Regions from separate parts of the Sus scrofa genome. Here region 2 is linked to region 1. Evidence: chromatin contacts called from public HiChIP or PLAC-seq data. All regions are on one chromosome and are shown on one strand. The core of a region is the stretch at or near the end of the contact, and the rest is flanking DNA. Distances in the headings are between cores, read along the strand shown.

Region 1 (3,132 bases), core at 442-2,941:
TTAAATAATATGCATTTATCAGTAAATTAAAACTTGTGGCTTTTTGTTGGATGCAGGAGAAAACATTTAATGATTTTGTACTATACTTTCTTTTTAAGCTCCCAAAAAGTCTCGTGTAAGGTTTAGTAACATCATGGAGATTCGACAGCTTCCGTCAAGCCACGCATTGGAAGCTAAGTTGTCTCGCATGTCATATCCTACTGTGAAAGAGCAAGAATCCTTATTCAAAACTGTGGGGAAACTTACTGCAACTCAAGTAGCAAAAATTAGCTTTTTTTTTTGCTTTGTTGTAAGTATTCTCTTTAATATATATTTGGAATTTGAATTTTAAGACAGTATATGTACCAACAATATACAATTGAGATATGAGACTATTAGATTGCTTAATCATGACTTTAAATTCTGTTACCTGCCATCATTGGGGAATTAGAGTATTAAAGTTAATAAATACTAGTCACAGCTAAAGGAATTCGGGAAATACTACAACTCCTCATACATATTTAGAATTTGGCATTGCCTCATGGTCAGAATAATTAATAGAGTTATTTTATGCTATGATATATACAAGTGCTAATAAATATCCAGATAAGAGTTTTCATTGATTGCATTGATTTCTTCAAATAAATGCTCTTGCAGTTTTATATTGAATTCATATAAATGTCAAATATTTACAAGTACTCAGTGTAAACGTTTTTTCAGAATTCCTTAAAATACTGTTTATAGCTTCTCAGTTACTTTACTAAAGAACTAAAATGTGCTTTATGTTTCACATAGATTATTTATACAGCAAAGAAAATATTATTTTGGGCTAATCTGGGAGTAGATGACTTGTCTGAGTTAGTGAAAACTCTGATTTACAATTTTAAAAATGAATTTCAGTGCCTTTTTTTTTTTTTTGTCTTTTCTAGGACTGCTCCCTCGGCATATGGAGGTTCCCAGGCTAGGGGTCTAATCAGAGCTGTAGCCGCTGGCCTATGCCAGAGCCACAGCAACTCCAGACCTGAGCCGCATCTGCGACCTACACCACAGCTCATGGCAATGCCAGATCCTTAACCCACTGAGAGAGGCTAGGGATTGAACCTGTAACCTCATGGTTCCTAGTCAGATTTGTTAACCACTGACCCATGACAGGAACTCCCTATCTCCTAATTTTTATTTTTATTTATTTTTATTTTTTATTTTTTTGTCTTTTTGCTATTTCTTGGGCCGCTCCTGCGGCATATGGAGATTCCCAGGCTAGGGGTCTAATCGGAGCCATAGCCACTGGCCTACGCCAGAGCCATAGCAACTCGGGATCTGAGCTGCGTCTGCAGCCTACACCACAGCTCACGGCAACGCTGGATCGTTAACCCACTGAGCAAGGGCAGGGACTGAACCCGCAACCTCATGGTTCCTAGTCAGATTCGTTAACCACTGCGCCGCGACGGGAACTCCAATATCTCCTAATTTTTAAAGGAGACTTGAGGTGAAACACAATAAAAGGATCTATATAGTAGAAGTTTAAAAAGGAGGGGAAAGATAAGAGCTAAATTAAACAGGTAATGTCTATATAGGGGACATACTGACTGGAATGGATTGATTGTATCAGAAACCTCCACTTAAAGAAAGAAAGCTATTTAAAGAAAGCACACAGTTCATCTCTTGGCATATTGGCAGGAAGAAAAAAAGGGAAACTTCCTGAGTTAAACAGCTTGTCTGTTAAAAGGAAGTATCTCTCTTATAGTGATAAAATAAACTTTTCCTAACTCAAAACTCTTGAGAGAATGTATTTCATACGTTCTTTTGTATTAAGGCACTATTCTGGATAGCAGTTTACTGGTAGTAATAATAGCCTTTTGGAAAATTTGTGGTAGAATCTTTATACCATAAAATTTACTATTTTAGCTGTTTATAAGTGTGCCAGTGGCATTAAATACATTCACATTGTTTTGCAACCATCACCATCATCCATCAGCAGTTTTTTCATCTTGCAAAACTGAAACTCTATAACTTAAATGATAACTTCCTTTTCCCACTGACAGCCCCTGACAGCCACTGTTTTACTTTCTGTCTCTATGAATTTGACTGCTCTGAGAACCTCATATGAATGGATTCATATAGTATTTTTCCTTTTGTGACTGGATTATTTCACTTAACATAGTGTCTTCAGGGTTCATCTTTGTAGTATGTTGTCACAGGTTTTTTCCTTTTTAAGGCTGCGTAATGTTCCATTGCATGTATATACCACATTTTGTTTATTCATTCATCCATTGACGTACACTTGGGTTGCTTCCACCTTTAATAGTCTTTTTTTTGAAAAATCAACCTTATGTTACAAGAGAAGAGAAGTATTTTAATCTTTAGTAAAGGCATTTCTCTAGAAAGTCAGAATAATATATTATTCCAGGAATGTATCTTTTAAGAAATCTGACAATAAAATGATTAACTTAGATAAGGTCTAGAGCAGTGTTGTTCACTAGAAATATAATGAGAGCCTCAAATGCAGGTCACATACATATTTTTAAACTTTTTAGTAGCCACATTAAAAAAAGTGAAACAAGTAACATTAATTTTAATATTATATTTTTATTTAACCAACTATATAAACACTTCAGCATATCGATATAAAAATCGTCGATGAGATAGTTTACATTCTTTTTTTTGTACTAACACCTTCTGAACATTTCTGTTTTTTTTAACATTTTGAATTTCAATTTCTCTTTCTATTTCCCTTAATTTCGGCTTTTATTTCAATTTCTAAACATTTCACTTCAGATTAGCTACATTTCAGTTGCTTAGTAGTCAATGCAGCTGGTGGCTAATGTACTGGACAGTGCCAGTCAAAAGGAGTTAATGATTACTGTCTTTACCAGTCCTTCCTTAATTGTTTTATCTCCTTTGGGCTTATGGTACTTTAATTTTTTTCTTTCAAATACAATTTAGGTCATATAGTCTTTACACAGAATACCTTTTGTGATAATTTCAAAATGAATTACCTCTCAGTAAATAATAAAGTATTATATAAGTTATTTATGATAGCTTAACTATTAGTAAGTGGTTGTCTTCAACTTTGGAACAATGAAAGGCAGCATTTTAAAGATCGTTTTTATTGGAGGGTAATTGGGACGGATCTTCTTTTGAGATGAGGCTGCC
Region 2 (3,132 bases), core at 174-2,673, 190 kb before region 1:
TTAACTACCAGGCCACCAGGAAACTCCCCTTTCCATTTTCATTTTTAAAAATATAAAGAAAATGTGCTAAAATCTTAAAACTCCTGTATACTTGTCAGACAACAATGCCCTATCCTTCTGGTGCTCACTCCTTTGCTTCCCACTTGAATCTATATGCAAATTCATCACGACCTCCAATCCCTGCCGATATCCCTCACTATTCTCTAAGCAATTCAGCCTTCCAGATTCCCTTCTCTTTTCTATGCTGCAACACACTTTAACCTCCACCTTGGCAAAGCTCTTTGCTCCTTTCCCACAACAGCCTGGAGGGAAAAACACCACTGTATGACTATAATCATACTTCGGTGGTGCTTCACTACTAGTAATACAGTCACTGTCTCAATTCTCCTCAATAGCAATTAAAGTCACTATTTTCTCCTGGTCTTCATCCTTGTATCCAATACCTTCTCACAACAGAGCAGCTTGAGTCCACTTCATAAAAAACAAAAAACAAAACTAAAGCTATGAACTATGATGATGAACCTCCTAAGCTATCTGCCTCTACCCTTCCCAGCTCCACATTTTCCTGTACCGATGTTTAACTCCTTACTTCTGTCCCTGGAACAACCCCTATTAAAAATAAAACTAACCTCAGTCTTCCTGCAATTCACTTCTTACCAGTTCCCAGTAGCCACTATACTTTTCTTTTAGAGCCACCTCCCGGTATGCCCACATTATCAATTCCCAAACCTTTACCTCACTGATGCAACAAGCTGCCTGTTGCATTCCACTGAATGTTTCATTCCAAAACTGCCTGTTTCATTCCACTGAAATTGCTCCCCTAGGATCACCATTAATCTTGATGCTAAAGACCCCACTATGGGTGTTCCTCGAATTTCTTTCATCACTTCACTATAGCAACTAGGGCCATTTAATCTCCCTCCTTGAAAACATTCACTTCTCTCAATGTTAGCACCACATCCCTTCGCTTAGCTTCTTCCTTTCCATACTCTTCAGTATCCTTTGCAGGCCCCTCTTACTCTGCCTGTCCACAAAGTGTTACTGTTCACTAGGGCTCCAGTCTTCCCCTACTTTTCACTCTACATTCTCTCCCTGGCCAATCTCTTCCTTTATATATGGTGATGACTTTACAACTACCCTCACTACAGGATACATGCCCCAGTTTAAAACCCTTAGAATCCAAGAGTTCATTTTCAAAACTTTTTGAAGATGTATAGTAAATTCATCTCTTCTTACCTTGCCTATTCTTTCCCTGCGGTTTTCCTGATTTCAGTGATGACAAACCCAGTTGCTCAAGTTACAAACCTGGGAATCATCACAGATTTTTCATATTCTTCTCCCCTCATATCTAAGCAATTGGTAAGTCATGTTGATCCTGTTCCTTCTCTCATCTACTTCCTCATTTTCACTGACCTACTGACTCTTTCATCTACAACATGGCAATGAACTCAACTGTTTCCAATACAATTTATACTTCTGTTCCTATCTATCCAACCCAGTGCAACCAGGCTGACCTTTATTATACCATACATAAATCTTTGTCATTTTCTTTTTTTTTTTGCTTTTCAGGGCCCACTCGAGGCATAAGGAGGTTCCCAGCCTAGGGGGGTGAATCAGAACTACAGCTGCCAGCCTACACCACAGCCACAGCAACGCAGGACCCTTAACCCACTGAGTGAGGCCAGGGATCAAACCCACAACCTCATGGTTCCTAGTCGGATTTGTTTCTGCTGCACCTTGATGGGAATTCCTTTTTTTTTTTTTTTAAATCTTTGTCATTTTCATGCTCAACATTTCTGCACAAGCACAGAATCCAGTAAACTCCTTTGCACAGCGTGTTAGTTCCTCGAGGACATCTATCTGAATCCATCTCCTATCGATCTCTTCCTTTACACTTTTATTTATTTTTTTCGTTTTTTAGGGCCACACCTGTGGCATATGGAGGTTCCCAGGCTAGGGGGTCCAAGTGGAGCTGCAGCTCCACAGCAATGGCAATGCCAGATCTGGGCTGTATCTGCGACCTATGCCTCAGCTCGCAGCAGCGCCAGCTCCTTAACCCACTGAGCGAGACCAGGGATCCAATCTGAATCCTCATGGATACTAGTCAGGTTCTTAACCCACTGACTCACAATGGGAACTCCCTTTATACTTTTATTATCTAGTTCTCTTACACCCCAGACCCCTCTACCCACTGTGTGTGTGTGTGTGTGTGTGTGTGTGTGTGTGTCAGAAATATATTTCCTTAACATGGCTGCCTGACATATACCCATTCATCCAACAGTTCAACTCTTATCTCATCAAAGAAGTTTCCCTGATGCTTCCAAGCAGACTTAGATGCTCTTTCTTGCTATGCCCTCACCATACATACATTCAATAAGCAACTATACCTTTTTTAGATATTCATCACTCTTATTCTTTGAGCTTGATAAGAGCAAGATAAATAGTTTTTCTTTTTAAAATACTCAATGCTTAAATTTAGCTCATGATCACTGCAGTCACTATTTGCTGAGTGAATAAACCACATTAAAAAATATTCTTAATGTTGAATAAGCAGAACAGGCATTTAATGTTAGCAGTTCTACCAATAAAGTTAAAATTTCTTATACTTAATTACTAGAAGAATCTTTCATTATTAAAAGCACATATTTCATTAATTTCATACAGCTTGTATGTTGTTAACATTTCATAAAGAAAGATGACTATCTGATTAATAATTAAATATTTTATGATAGTCAACTGAAGGATTTTTGTGTAATGGTCACTTTATATGGGAGGAGGGGAGAGTTCTAAAACAAGTCCCAAAATATTTTACTTAAATAACCATGAATATCAAGGGCTCCCCTCCTTCCATGCCTCCAAATAAGCCATAAATACTAAAGAGACATAAGTTTCATTTTTCTAAATGTATGAAAATTAGTAACTGTTTAGCCTATTTTAACACTAAGACCATTTTTTCCTTGAACACTACACAGTATTTTAGTACATAAAACAAAGTTCCTGCGATTAACTCTCTCTGAATATCTTATAGGTTTTTTGTGTTTTGTTTTTTCTGTCTTTTTGCCTTTTCTGGGGCCACTCCTGCTGCATATGAAGGTTCCCAGGCTAGGGGTCTAATTGGAGCTACAGTTGCCA

Evidence for each region. HiChIP or PLAC-seq counts read pairs in DNA pulled down with a chosen protein or histone mark.
Region 2: an H3K27ac HiChIP or PLAC-seq map of alveolar macrophages shows a contact between it and region 1. The contact joins two enhancer-like sites. A contact is called at or near these places in 2 of 47 Hi-C or Micro-C datasets (embryonic fibroblasts and epiblast stem cells) and 1 of 2 datasets of contacts at active chromatin or transcription factors (alveolar macrophages).

What each region holds. Positions count from the first base shown.
Region 1 is chr15:19,957,515-19,960,646 of Sscrofa11.1, reverse strand. It overlaps SLC35F5 (solute carrier family 35 member F5), which reads left to right. Exons shown (of 16, transcript NM_001243692.1): 7 at 99-289. Among named protein-coding and RNA genes, the nearest start is that of SLC35F5, 13 kb to the left of the region's middle. Within about 2 kb of position 1,691, at least 2 of the 83 cell types and tissues checked have an H3K27ac peak or open chromatin away from gene starts, as enhancers often do. A contact at or near this core is called in alveolar macrophages, where this site is marked.
Region 2 is chr15:20,148,077-20,151,208 of Sscrofa11.1, reverse strand. The region is part of intron 8 of ACTR3 (ARP3 actin related protein 3 homolog); the gene reads right to left. Among named protein-coding and RNA genes, the nearest start is that of ACTR3, 44 kb to the right of the region's middle. Within about 2 kb of position 1,423, at least 2 of the 83 cell types and tissues checked have an H3K27ac peak or open chromatin away from gene starts, as enhancers often do. A contact at or near this core is called in alveolar macrophages, where this site is marked.